Regions from separate parts of the Mus musculus genome. Here region 1 is linked to region 2. A link is a contact called in public Hi-C data. All regions are on one chromosome and are shown on one strand. Each heading gives the region's core, a stretch centred on a gene start, on an enhancer-like site or on the middle of the called end of the contact. The rest is flanking DNA. Distances are from core to core; before and after follow the strand shown. Region 1 overlaps Wwox (WW domain-containing oxidoreductase). Region 2 overlaps Wwox (WW domain-containing oxidoreductase).

Region 1 (7,059 bases), core at 4,041-6,540, 140 kb before region 2:
GTCTCTCTTGCTTTTATGAACTTCCAAGGCAATAAAGACTTGTATTCAAAGCACTTTCACTTTCCAAAAAAAAGTCATTAATACTTGTTTATGACATCAGAACCCATTAGTGACGATATATCACATATGTCAGCTCAGCGGGGACCATCAAAGGTGGTCAAGGAACGATGCTGGATATAAAGACTAGACTGGGCTTCACAATTGGATGTCATCTATGGGAACCTGAACACAAAGGCTCAGGGCATCTTCGACATTTGAAAAATCCCTGGGTATTGATGTACAGCTGAGAGATAACGTCAAAGCATCCTGGGTAAGCTGACGGGTGCTCTGGAGGCGTCCGCATACCCGATACATCCTACTGTAAGGCATATTCAGACTCACTAGCAGTGCCTAAATAATTCAGGAACTTAAGGGTAGAAGTTTATTCATATATGCAGCCAGACTCGGCCAGGAAAATGCTGAGGTGGACGAGAGGCAAGAGACCAGGCTAGTAGAGTCCTTTTGGGTTTGGAGTCGAGTACCCTGATGTCTGTATCCTGTTTCTACCAAATGCGTCTACATTTTTATCAAACAAGGTTATTTTATGTGTATGTCAATGCCATGGCATGGTCCATCTGACCTCAGACTAACAGAGTTGTTACCTACTGGGAAGGGACTACCTCAGATGGAAAGAGAGGCGGGGTACAGTTCTGAACAGGATAAAGGCATCAGGCAACAAAAAGCCAAGGTAAGCCGGGTGTGGTGGCGCACGCCTTTAATCCCAGCACTCTGGAGGCAGAGGCAGGCGGATTTCTGAGTTCGAGGCCAGCCTGGTCTACAAAGTGAGTTCCAGGACAGCCAGGGCTATACAGAGAAACCCTGTCTCGAAAAACCAAAAAAACAAAAAAATAAAAAAACAAAAAACAAAAAAGCCAAGGTGGGGATGCCACAGGCAGTGAGTTCAAGGTCACTAAGTGGTACTATCAAGGGGGATGGAATTCATCATAATAAACTTCACAAGATTCTTGCTACAGGTATGCCCGGGTGAGTCAAGAAGGGTTTTTGTTTAGGTCTCCAATTTAGGGAGACTCCTTAAGACTAGACTGTGAAGCCAGATGTGGTGGCCCACACCTTTAATTCCAGATAGAGGCCATGGGTCTCTCTGAATTCCAGACTAGCAAAGGCTATATAGGAAGAGACTCTCTACAAAAAAAAAAAAAACAAAAAGACTGGCCTATGAAGATTCCACAAGTCAAAGGGACGAAGATCATATATTAGCTTGACTAAATTCAGTCAAGGATGGTCTGTCTGTCTGCGAGAAGTACAACAGGCCATGTTAGGACTTGGCAAAGGGAGAGTTCTTTGTCTCTGTCTCTCTGTCTGTCTGTCTTCCACAGGGTCTCATGTAGCACAGATGAGCTTCAAACTGGCTAAATAGCCAAGAATGACCTTGAACTTCTGATCCTCTCCAGCCTTTGACCCCGGAGGGTTGGGATTACAGGTGGGCACTGCCATTAAACCCAGTGCTTTTTCCTTTCCATGCCGGGCAAATGGTTGACCTTGATCAACTGAGCCACATTCCCAGCCTGCCGGCAAAGGTTTCTTAGAGAGATGGGAGGTTGAGGCTGCCTGGATGTTATGGGCAGGCAGCAGAAATGAAATGCACAGCCAACAGGCGGCAGAGCAGAGTTTGGTAAATGCCCCATGTTTCTGTGTGGCAACAGAGCTTTTCAATGGGGTCACTATAGACAATTAGACCAGTGGGGATCTGAATGAGTGTCTGTCCTGTGCATTACAGGATATAAGGCAACCTCCCCACGCTGGATGCTAGTAGAAGTGGCTTAGGCTGCCGCTTCTCGACATTCTGACCAACGAACTGTCTCTAGGTATTTGTCCAAGGAAGAATGTCCCTGGAACAGAAGGAGAAAGGACAATGTGTAGAGAGTACTTAAAGGACCAGCGTGTGAATGGCTAGCTCATAGAGCACAAAGCAGCACACATGACGGGGTTGTGGTCTATGTAACAAAGGCAGATTCTGCCCGTCTCTGAGAATGACTGTTTTCTATGCAACAGCAAAATACAGAAGTGAGTTTATACACGGAGAGCAGAATAAAACCGGGTTTGTTAGAACCCCCATATAAGAAAAATAGCAAGCGATACGACAAACCATCGGAAGTGATCTTTATGTATTGAGATATTTGGAAAGAAAACTATTCCTCTATCTGATTAACAGGCAAGGATGTAGACGACACAAGATATAAAAGTAATTCCTAGGACCAGCAGGATGGTTCGTTGGGTAAAAATACTGGGTATGTGAGCCTAATGTTCTGAGTTTGATCCTTAGAACTCTGCATGCACACGTGTGAGTGCCTGCACACACATTAATGATACACCGCCTTTTTTTTTTTAATGTTTAATGCTTTCAAGGGCTAATTTAGCCACTATCTTGAAAAACATTTGCACGTCTGGCCACTTTTAATTTTATAATTTTATTTTCCATTTGATGGTTTCCATTATGGCTTACCTTTATATTTACATTCAAAAATGCATTGCTATTGCTGAAAACTTGAGTATAAAGGGGAAAGAGAACAGCTCCCATTCTGATTTGTTTGCTCTGTGACACTCTATGGAGATTTCACAATTATTTACTAATTTAAATAACCCCAATTTCAGCAGACAATGAGCAGGTGGCAAGTTTGCTGGCACATCCCCATCTGACCTCGCCTGCGTTTTCTTTTCTCATTCCTGGGCACAATTAGCAAAGGACAGAGAGACGGCTATTTAACAGGCTATCTCGGCTAATTTTTAATCTCTTTTAATGCAGGAATTTAAAAAAAAAACAAAAAACGCCTGCTTGAGAGCTTCGGGGATTACTAAATAATAAACCCTGAAGGTTCCAAAATCTGGTTAATCGTTAGACCTGGAGAATATGAAATATAGTGTTAATTTAGAATAACATAATGCCTAAAAATGAAGCGAGTAAGGTCTAATTGAGCTATGAACTGCTTGCCTGGTACTGTGTAATATGGGTGATGCTAACCCAGGGTTGCTGAGTTGTAGATAACCATGACTCTTAGCAAATATGTTTACTGGGGCCTCTCGCTCTTCATTACCCAACCTCATAAAGTATATGTCTGCATATTCCGATAAAACATAAAACGGCAAGGCGGAGGCACAATTAGGACACCCCAAGAAGCCGCATCGTAAACCAGTATCTGTCTCCCAATAATTGTTCACTTAACCGTGATAAATATTTATCAGTGTGCAAGACAACTAACCCTGGAACAACTGTGGCCCATGCTAAAAACGAAGGGAGACATTTAGACTTTTGATTTTTTCCATTTGGATAAGCGAGACGCCTTTAGCTCAAAATGTGACCTGATGAACTGCCGTGCTTTTGACTTTAAGTGATTATCACGTTGTAGGAACCAACCAGAATGTGGTGGGTGCATATGGCCAGGTTCTGCTTAAAGCCACTTGGGTTTCCTGAGCGCTGCAAGTGAAAGCCACAGAGTGGACAAAAGTGGACGAAAATGTAGCTGTTCATTTGTATGGTTGTACAGATCATAACCTTTTATGTCTGTGGAACTCCTTGGGAAAACTGTCATTACTGTTATTCTTTTTCTATGAATGTATGTATGCATGCATGCATTTGTTTATTTGTTTGTTTGTATGTTTATTGGTTTTTTGAGATGGGGTTTCTCTGTTGTATCCCTAGCTGCCCTGGAACTCACTCCGTAGACCAGGTGGGCCTCAAATGCATAGAGATCCACCTGTCTTTGCCTTCTGAGTGCTGTGATTAAAGGCCTGCACCACCACCATCTAGGAAAAAAAAAAACAAAAACAAAAACAAAAAAACAAAAAACGTGTCCTTAATGGTCCTTGGTCCTTAGTCTCTTGTCAGTCATGATGTGCTAACTGGGGATGCAGGAAGAAAAGTGGGATATATAGCTATGCAGATGTGTGTGTGTGTGTGTGTGTGTGTGTGTGTGTGTGTGAGTGAGTGCACACGCGCACGTGTGCGCATGCACACGCATGCTTGTCTGTGTCTGTACTGTAGACTCAGGCACTTGTTCGGAGAAGGGCTCTGTAGATTAGCCCACAGCATTGTATGTCTTCCAGAGCACGACCTCAGGAGAAAAGGGCTCTGCCATCCAGGTGACACTTGTCTTCTGGCAGAAGAGAATGGTTTTGTCATTGTTAGAAAGATGGTTGGGGGTGAGGTGGGGGGGGGGGGGGGAAGAAAAACAGGAAGTAGGGGTAGCATCCTCTACAGATAGAAATAGCTCAGAACTGCTGGACCCATCCTGAAAGCAACTGGAGAGAGTCATTCAAAAACCAAACAGCGATGGTTCTTAAACAGGAGCAGTTACCACTTGCCAGTTAACAGAGCATGCTTCTGTTACCACGTGACTCTCTGACTCAAGACATCTGCAACTTGGCCAGGGATGTGACATTTCTAACAAATGTCCAGGGGATGCTGCTGATACAGTTGACCCATGAGGCATACTTGGGGAACCGAAATCCGATAGCAAAGGAAGGATCTAGAAGGTGACACTTTGGGGATGAATCCCTGGTTAAATGTAAATTCTTGTCCCAAGCCTGTTATCCTTTCTTTTTCCTCATTTTGCACCATCTGATCTCTTCCCCGTCTTCCATCTTCCATTTTGTTTTATTTTAGATGTCTATTCCAATTCCCCGTTTCCAAGTCTCTCATATTCTGTATCCCCCTGTCCTTTCCTATCCTTTCTTTTGATCTTTTTTTTCCCCCAACTCTCAAGCTTGCCCTGAAATCCCTACGTTAGTCATAAGTAGCCTTGTGCTGGGCTCTTCACAGTGACCGATACCATCAGAAAAGAAGCAGATCCTGAAAAACAGGGTCTCTTTCCCCAGCGAGCAAAAATGAAGGCAATGGGTCAGAGCAGAGCAGGCAGGGTATGGATTGTGTTCCTGGCAGGCGGGAGCAAAATGCGGTTACATTCAGCATCCTGTAAGCAAATCCATGTCCTGTGGGTGTGATTTTTATACACACTGCCACCACTGGGTGTGCATGCTACTGTAGCCTGAGCGGGTTCTCGGAGTTCATTTTCATTTGGGGGATTTTTTTCTTACATTTTAGGATAAATAGTCTCTAGGTCTAGTTACAGTGTGCACTCAACTCCCACACTGTGTGGAGATTTATAGCAAAAATGACCACTGGAAGAACATCACGAGGGGAGGAATCTTTTGGGGGCAGACTTGGCTCCTCTAGTCTTTTCCTGCTGGACTCTGATTCACACAAGACAAGAATCCACACGGCCAGAGTCCTCTGATCTTAGCAGTGCGTCATCCGAAATGAGCACGGACCACGTAACTCGACTACACCTTAAGGGAACAATCCTAGCCTGGCTGTGACTGGACAAGATGACCTCAGACATCTTTTATATCCCTCCTGGGTCATAAAGTCAGAATGGAAACTCTGACCAGAACCTGTGAAGAGAAGAGATGCTAAGAGTCTTCAGTCTATCTAAGCAATACTTCAGGTGGTGGACCATGTTACAGTGATCATCAGAGAGCGAGGAGACAACACAAAAACAAAAACAAACAACAACAATAAAAAAACCCTTCCCCTTGTCACCAGAATCAAAATCAAAATGCTTCCAAATAAGGTCATTTATGAATATCTACAGGCATGGGGAGGGTAGAAGACATGCTGTGCTTTGGCTTTCCTCACCTCTAGAGGAGTGAGTAACCAGCTGCCATCCAAGTGCCCTGTTGGAAAGCTAGGAGTCCTTCCTGTGCCCAGAACTCTCAAGTTCCTCTCCGGGGTCCTGACATGGGGAGTTAGAGGAGGGGCACAGGGAGGATTAAACAGAAAGCAAGAGCTATATAAGAGTCAGCCACGGTCTCAGCTCCAAGTCTCTCCAGCAAGGTCATCTGACAAATGGTAAGCTTTTCTCCCGGTGGTAAGTCCCTCCTCTGGCTGACCCCAGGCCTTCAGACTTTTCTTCTCCAAACAGGAGATTCCTAGGAATATTCTAATTTCTTGGGGGCTCATTCAATAGCCAGACGTGAGCACGAATGTCTCTTTAGGATTCATTCATTCCTGTCACTTGGGAGAAGGAGAGAGGGGGTAGCCCTCTGATTTTCACATGTACAGTGGCATGTCCCCTCCACGTGCATACATATATACATAGAAATACACTTTTAAAATTGCTGCCTAGAAGGGAAGAGACACATCTGCTTACAGGAATCTCATGGTGAAAATCTCTCTCTGCTTTGAATGGGTGACTTCAGGTTGAAAGGTTCTCAGGTTGTTAAAAAGCTATGATATTCATTTTGTGGCGGCGGCGTGAGCTCGGTCCAACCTATATCCTGATGGGTCCCGTTTTCAAGGGTAAACACCATAGTCAGTTAGGGTGCAGTGACAATAGCAGCTAATACTTGCTAATACAGTGACACCGACAGTGACATCACAGACCCCGACTCCACTGTCACGTAACTGTGGGCACGACGGGCCTCTCTGTCAGGGCAGAAACTGGAGCAGCCCGAATGAATGAATGAATGAACACTCCAAGAAGAGACCCAAGAACTCAGAGAGCTTCGGCAATATTTGGGAACCAGCTAGGTACGAATACCTCCAACCCTGGACTCAGAGCAGGAGAATGCAAAGCGGCAGGCAGGCTGGGGTCTGGGGGCATTTGGTTTGGACCAGTTGACCAATGGATTCTCTCTCTCTCTCTCTCTCTGTTCTAGGCAGAGAACAGGCTCCATCTTAAAGGGCAGCCTGCTGAGGCCACCAGGGTGGAACTGGCTGACTCAGGACGGACGCTAAGGTTTGTGCTGAGCAGAGGGAACTGTCCTGTCCACTTCAGGGAATTAACGGGGAGTCGGCTTGGCTAATCAGGTTTAACACCTGCGACATGGACTCCTCTGAGATTGGGCTTTCTGCACCCCCTCCCACCCCCGAGATCCCGCCTGTCCATAGAGACTCCACCGGGCAGAGAACCTTTCTCAGCCTGATCCAGTTTCCTTCCTTTACTGTAAACAAAGGAACACTCTGGTGGCACCAACCAGAGTTTGGCTGGGGTGGGGGTGGGG
Region 2 (7,107 bases), core at 523-3,022:
GAGGAGGAGGAGGAGGAGGAGCAGCAGCAGGAGCAGCAGCAGCAGCAGCAGCAGCCGCCTCCTCCGCCATCACCTCCGTGCATCATGTCTCAATTCCATGACACCACATGCGGTTTCTGCATGCTTTCCACATGCAGTATCAGGAGACATCATTTGTGCAGGCTTGACTAGGGAGGGACAGGACCACGGCAGGATGCTGGTGCAGCCCCAGATAGGATGTCCACTGAAACACAGATGCCATGTGCCTGTTTCCTCAAGGATAAGGGACCCGATGTGACCCGCTGGGGGCTTGTTTGCAGGGATCTGCAAAACCTCACATCAGAGACACACAGATTTAATGAGCTGAGCACACTAGCCATCTTCCAAAGCACTCCCAGGAGAGGGTGCAGCTGGGACACATCTACAAGACGGGAACCAGAGTACCCTGGCACTTGTCCGAGACGGGGCCTGTTGGTTGCCTTTGCCAGTTGTATCTGTGCCCCCCCCCCCCCCACGATGGTCAGTTGCTCTAAATAAATATCCGTGGTTCCTGGGCATAACTCAGACTTTGCATTTAAAATTAGATCTATAGTGGCTTGGCCAAAATTTGTGTGTGAGTGTGTGTGTGCACTCGAGAGTGTGCGTGTGTGCGTGCATGCGCGCGATGGGTATGTAGCTGCCTGCAGAGGCCAGAGGAGCATGTCAGAGTTCTTGGAGCTAGAGTTACAGGTGGTTATGTGCTGCCTACTACGGGAGCTGGAAAGCAAACGTGGGTCATTTAAAAGAAGAGCAATGAGCACTCTTGATGCTGAGCCACCTCTCCCGTCTTTGCTTTTTCTTCAGTACGGTTTTATATTTGTGTGCATTTGTAGTGTGTATATGTATGCGTGTGCACGTGATGTTCACACCAATTCCCCACAGAGTCAACATTAGATGTCTTCCTCTACTACTCTCTATACATGCCTTCCCCTACCCCTTTGATTCAGTATGCGCCATTTCAGCTCAGTTGGCTGCCAGGGACCCTAGGATCTGTCTCTATCTCTACCTAGGTTTCCTCAGCTGGAGCCAAGTGCTCAGCCTTCTTAAGTGGGTTCTGGAGATCTGACCTCAGGTTCTCATGCTTATTCAGCAAACAATTTACCTGCTGAGCCACCTCCCCAATCCTTTCAAAATTAATTTATATTCAGATATTATTACCGTTACTTGTTCCTTTAAACAGAGCAGCACACAGAGAAATCGCTAGTGTTCTCTTCTATCAGAACACGGGCTGGTCCAGCCTACACATTTGCTCATGGTTGGGTGGACAGGTAGCAAGCAATGCTATCTGGGCTGACCTCTTCATCTGAGATCACCTTGTCTTCGTTAGAAGAATCTTGCTTCTCCTGTGTGTTCCACAGTGGTACAGAACAGACAGGGCCCGAGTCTTACTGTAGAACAGGCCTCTGGTAAGTTATAATTAATCAGCTTCAACCTTCTAACAGGAGCCAGCTGGTGAACGTGACATTGCTGGAACTGGACAGGTGTGGCAGTGAGACACACGGTCCCTTGCCGGTCACAGGGTATTCCAGTAGGTGGGTAGGACTGGGGAGATTCTGAGCGCCCACCTCTGAGGACTGGACAGAGTAAAATAAAAAAAGAGTGAAAGATTCCCTTTCATTTTTTTCTTCTTCTCTTTCTCAGGTTAATATGAAATTTTAGGAGCACAGGAGCGAGACTTCCGGCTCGACAGAGCGGCTAAGTCACCGAGCCGACTTTTCTCTGAAGCAAAAGCGATGTACAATGTTGATGTGTGCCAAGAACTCACTTGGGCATGGGGCCAAGAGAATGCGGCCTGTCAGTCGTCCGTGGGGGAACGAGAGAGCAGGGAGTCCAAGCACATTTGGAGAGATGCCTTACAGTTCTGAGGCAGCCTTTTCACGTCCACAGAAGCCCTGCCCCCCCCCCCCCCACCCAAACTCGAAACCTCTTGTTTCTGGCTCTGGGAGGCAGCTGTTGGCGAAGACATACCTCTTTGGCAAACCAACGTCATCCTCAAGCAGACCCTGTGGTGTGAGGGGTCTGGAAGGGGCCAGGCCAAGGTGGTAAACCTTCCTACCAGATCATCTCTTGTCTCTTGCATTCAGCCAAGGCAATGTGCTCTGCAGAGCCAACCCTTGCCTGTCTCAGAATCATGACTTGCTTGTGACTAAGTAGAGGCTGAATCGGCACCCTGATCCCCCACACCCCCCCACACCCCCCAGAGCCCTGGAGTCCCCTCCACACCCCCCCCCCAGCCCTGGAGTCCCCTCCACCCGCTCTTTACAAAATCAGTTCATCTGGGTAATTTTTAAAGCGCAGCACGTGGGCCAGCTGGAATTGTTTGCCTCTTCCTGGCCAAATGTTTGGGGCGCCTTCCAGCCTTCAGTCTACATGCTGTGTGTGTGTGCTAGCAAGATCTGGAAGGCACGTCCAGGACTGGGAAGGAGGGTGTTGCTGACCGCAGGACCCGCCAACTTCCCTAGGCAGGAATGAGAAAGAAGCCTGCTCTTTTTAGGCAAGCCACTGTCAGGCAACACTGTCAGGCAGTGATTCTCTGGGCTTGGATATTAATGCTCACATTCACTGGCTTCTGAGCTAAACCCCCCATCCCAGATCCTTAAAAAGAGAAGATGATTTTCCAGGGAAAGGAGTGTGTGTGTGTGTGTGTGTGTGTGTGTGTGTGTGTGTGTGTGTGTGTGTATGTGTGTGTGTGTGTGTGTGTGTGAGCTTATTTATGCTGCTCTTATCCAGAACAGGGCTGATAGGAAAGTCACTGGACAAGGGTCTGCCTGGCAGGATGCTGCCTGCCTTCCTTCTAGAAAGCAGGCTACTTAGATAAGGTGCAGTAGTGGCAGAAGTCGCCTTGAACACTTGGCAAGTGTGTTCATTTAGAAGGAAATAATACAAAGAGAAGGGCAGAATATTCTGTCTGCCTCCTCCCTCCAGCCACGGGGAAGGTAGATAATTAGACTTCATTTACAATCCAGAGCTTTCAAAAATAAGACCTGTGTTGGTTATTTATTTATTTATTTTTAAAGATCTTTTAACTTTGAAGTTCTGGAGATTGGGGCGGGAAGCTGCCTTGTGTGAAATGTGCCTGGCCTATTGTACTTGGGGGAGTCGGAAAAAAAAAAAAAAAAAAAAAAAAAAAACGGGGACAATAATAGCCCTTCACGGAGGAGACGGGATTGTGTTCAACACACCATTTATCTCCTTTTGGACACAAAAGCATATGTGCAAATATGTCCATTTATACATTCTTCTTCTGGGGGCCTGTGACTCTTCCAAGTCATTATTCATATTAATTAATGTGTGTTTGGTTTATAAACTGCTGGGCTTAAGAACTCAAGTTGAAATGTTCTAGGAAAGTCAATACCCCAGCACTGCCTGTGACAGGGTAGGGGTGAGGGGTGGGGGTGGAGCTAATGGGCTGGATCCAGCCTTCCAATAGGGTGACAGGAGCTTTACACATCTGGGACAAGGCAAAAGGCCCTGTGAAGGGCCTTATATTTGCTGTCTGGAGACCGGCATCCATTCTTCCACCCTCCTGGATCCACAGAGAGCTTCTCAGGATAAACTGGGTCATAGTTCATAAATTCTGAGTGTCCAAGGAAGGGGGGAAAATGATAGTATTACTGAAACACAGTCCACACAATTCTGTTTTCTGGAATGGCCCAGCTCTCTGGGCCTGTTAAAGGCAGTTCATCAGCAAAGCACTTTGCATTAGAGCCAGGAAAGGGAGCTGGGTAAAGAGGCATGAAAAAAAAAATACCAGAAGATGTTTGTGAATACTTTCCAAAAATTCCAGGAAGACATATGCGTTTCAAGACATGGATCTCGCTAATAAACATTAGGTCATAAAATAATTCAGTGTACATGTGTGGGTTTTAGAGAACACTCTCTGAAAGAATTTTTCTGGAAAAAAATAAAAGCAACCTTGCTGTTCACTGTTTTAAAACTCCCTCCCCCCCCCCCCAAAGAGCTATTTCCAAATACAACCTAGAGATACATTTTATTTCAGTTTCCCACAGATGTGTCTCTCCACACCTGCTATTCTGGTTATTTATTAACCATGTCTAGTTTTGTAGTTTCTAGCTTTTACATCTTTAAAGTCATTAAAACTCAACAAGAGAATTAATCACAAAAGAAATCTATCAAATACCGGTGCCAAGCACTTTTTTCCCCTCCCTGACTGACATCTTTAAAATGTATTTTAAGGTTATTTATTTCATCACACCCAGGGAATAAAAAAATAATAACTTGCAAGCCTCCAAGTTCAGAGAAAGCATAAAAATGTGATTTACTATTTATTATACAGTTAGGCACATGCACATTATACATTGCATGTTAATCTCCAGCGAGCTAAGTTTAACAAACTTGACAACACTACCGCTTGCTAGTGCGGAGAAAGAGTTGACATCTGTTTGCGTCCAGATAGGATTCCTTCTGTGTATTTTCTGGTAAACGGATAGAAGACCGGCTGTTTAAATGGGCAGCCGAACCACAGTGCCCCCTGGTGGAGAAACAGTAAATGCGTGCACTTCTCACAAGATTTTAGAGACACCTAATTGTTACAGTGTGAAAAAAAGTTTCAAAGAAAGAAAAAAAAAAGCAGATAGGAAGAGTTCAGTCCATGCGTGTTTTAATAGATGGAGAGTAAAGAGTTGCATTAAATTCTTCAAAATCACCTTGATCAGACATGGTGTTTGACAACGAAGAATTAAACATGCATGTACCCAGAAGAGTTGGTATTTGGAGTCGAATTGAGAGTCGCATTTGCAGTCAAACAGAGAGTCGCAGAGTATATGTATTTTAAAACTAAATTTATCCCAGTGGATCATCGGGCAGATACACACAGGTGGACTTACTTTCTGAATGCACTATGAAAACGCAAGAGAGCAGATCCCAGATTTTACCAGGGACCAAAGGACTCCATCTTCCCATCATGCCCTTAGCAAGCGCCTCCGATAAGCAGCTTACAGGGAATTTCCTCGGGTCAGACATAAATAGACAGTCTCAGGTTCCCTTAATCCGGGCGCACATCGCTTGCAAGTTAGGCCTCATAAATCTCAAACCCAGTCGAAGCGCACGAAACGAAATGTTCTTAGAAGGCGCAGATACATTAAATGAGAGCTTCGGCACCATGGACTCATTAATCACGCAAACAATACTGACGGCCTCGCGCTGATCTTAAAGGAGCCCCTCCTTTTCTCTGGAAACACCCTCCCTTCACCTCTGGCCACCTTGGGAAGGAGAGAAGAAGTCGGGAATGGATGAGCGCCCCTCGCTCCTTCATTGACGGAGAAGCAACATCGGTAATGGTTCAAGGTCGCTCGCACCTCAGTTGTGGAGTGAAAAGAGCCACAGTTTCCAGCGTTGCTAATCACGTTTTGCTTCCGATGTAAAGTATTTCAAGATATCTGTCAGATGGAGATGATACTGACAAGGTGAAAGTTCACGGGGGCGGAGGTAAACATGCTCACCAGGTGATGAACGGACAAACAGGACATGGATGCATCCCTACCATCGAATAGCATTCAAAAATAAAATAAAACAAAACAAAATAAAATAAAATAAAATAAAATGGTATTAGTAGAAGCTGTTAACAAGAAAAATTTGAAATCAGGATACCAAGTGAATGAAAACACACAGAACACCATGGACACTATAACTCCATTTTTCCGAGGTGCCCACAGCAGGCAAGTCCTTACAGACAGGAAGGAAATTAACCACTGCCTAGGGCCGTGTGTGTGTGTGTGTGTGTGTGTGTGTGTGTGTGTGTGGTGTGATTGAGGTGTCTAAGGATGCAGGATGATTTTTAGAGCTAATTAGATGTTCTGAGGTTGTAGATGTACTAAAGCAACTGGATCACACACACCTTACATGGATGGCTTACATGGCAAAAGTGTTCTGTATCCATTCAGCTGGTAAGATAAAGGAGGCCATGGAAGGCTAGGGGCGGATGGCTCTGCAAAGTTCCAGGGCAAGTCACATTTCCCTGATTAAAGGAGGAGAACAAAAAAAAAATGAACTAACCAAATCACAAGAGTAAACAAATAAACACCAAGACGAAGCGGGGTGCAGTGCTGGTCTCTGGAGACCTGGGTTCAGCAGGGCCCTGGATTTACTTTTCCAAAGGGTTCTCACTCAGCTTTCCTTCTTTCAGATCGGCAGCTAGTGATGAAAATTCTGATTAAAGCGGGTTTCACCCTGACTGCTTTCCTCTCCTGCTCCCCAGCTCCCTGGAGATCCGGATGCAATTATCCTGGAGCATCGCTGCTCTATAAGAAGTCCCCAGGTGACTCTGATGTCCAGCTGAACCTGAGGACCACTGTTGGGGGGGGGGGGGTTGTGAGCCAGCCTAACACCTAGAATACGGTCAGAAGGCAAAGCTGGCTGAGATCAGCAGCCGGCTTCCTAGTTCTCAGAGAATATCTCCTCCTCATCCCTTTAGGTTACGCTGAAGGTATGGCCGAGTTTTCACTGGTTGTCTGTGGGCCACTGTGGAAGGCAGGATGTCGTCAGTGAAATTTACCAAAACCTGCAATGAAATTTACCAAAACCCCCATAGTGTTTCCACTGACAGAGATATCAGAACCAAGTGCCTGCCTTCTTACCACACACAGGTATCATTCCAAAAACACCTTTGATTTTGTTTTCAACTGTGTGTGTGTGTGTGTGTGTGTGTGTGTGTGTGTGTGTGTATACACGCACACACATACACATCCTTGTATATGTTCAAGGAAGTCATTCTTGTTCAGACCTAGAGTTTTATGTGAATTAAATGGGGTCTTCAACCAGTGCCATGTAGGAATCTCCTTTTCCTACTCCACATTACTGCTGCTGAGTAGCTGAGGATATTGTGTCCCCACCTTCACCCCAGCCAGGCCTCGAGTTCCCAGGGCTGGGTTTCAATCCAAGCTAACCATGTGCCCCACCCAGGAGTGGTACCTGCATTGCTTTACTGTGCCGAGAAAACCAAAACCCAAAACAACAACAACAACAACAAAAACAACAAAAAACCCCACAATGTCTTTTACTTTCTTTCCTTTCCCCCTCCTTCCTTTTGGAACATCTATGAGGCCAGAAAATATCGACCCCTCACAGGGC

Evidence for each region. Hi-C and Micro-C count contacts between places; a contact is called where the count stands out from the background.
Region 1: a contact with region 2 is called in a Hi-C map of uterus, with 3 times the contacts expected there. The contact joins two enhancer-like sites. A contact is called at or near these places in 7 of 484 Hi-C or Micro-C datasets (CD4 T cells, cerebellum, nephron progenitors and 1 more) and 2 of 115 datasets of contacts at active chromatin or transcription factors (large pre-B cells and vascular smooth muscle cells).

The regions. Positions count from the first base shown.
Region 1 is chr8:114,914,567-114,921,625 of GRCm38.p6, reverse strand. The region is part of intron 8 of Wwox (WW domain-containing oxidoreductase); the gene reads right to left. Among named protein-coding and RNA genes, the nearest start is that of Gm39257, 43 kb to the left of the region's middle. Within about 2 kb of position 5,290, at least 11 of the 459 cell types and tissues checked have an H3K27ac peak or open chromatin away from gene starts, as enhancers often do. A contact at or near this core is called in uterus, where this site is marked.
Region 2 is chr8:114,768,971-114,776,077 of GRCm38.p6, reverse strand. All of the region lies in intron 8 of Wwox (WW domain-containing oxidoreductase), which reads right to left. Among named protein-coding and RNA genes, the nearest start is that of Gm16118, 64 kb to the right of the region's middle. Within about 2 kb of position 1,772, at least 58 of the 459 cell types and tissues checked have an H3K27ac peak or open chromatin away from gene starts, as enhancers often do. A contact at or near this core is called in uterus, where this site is marked.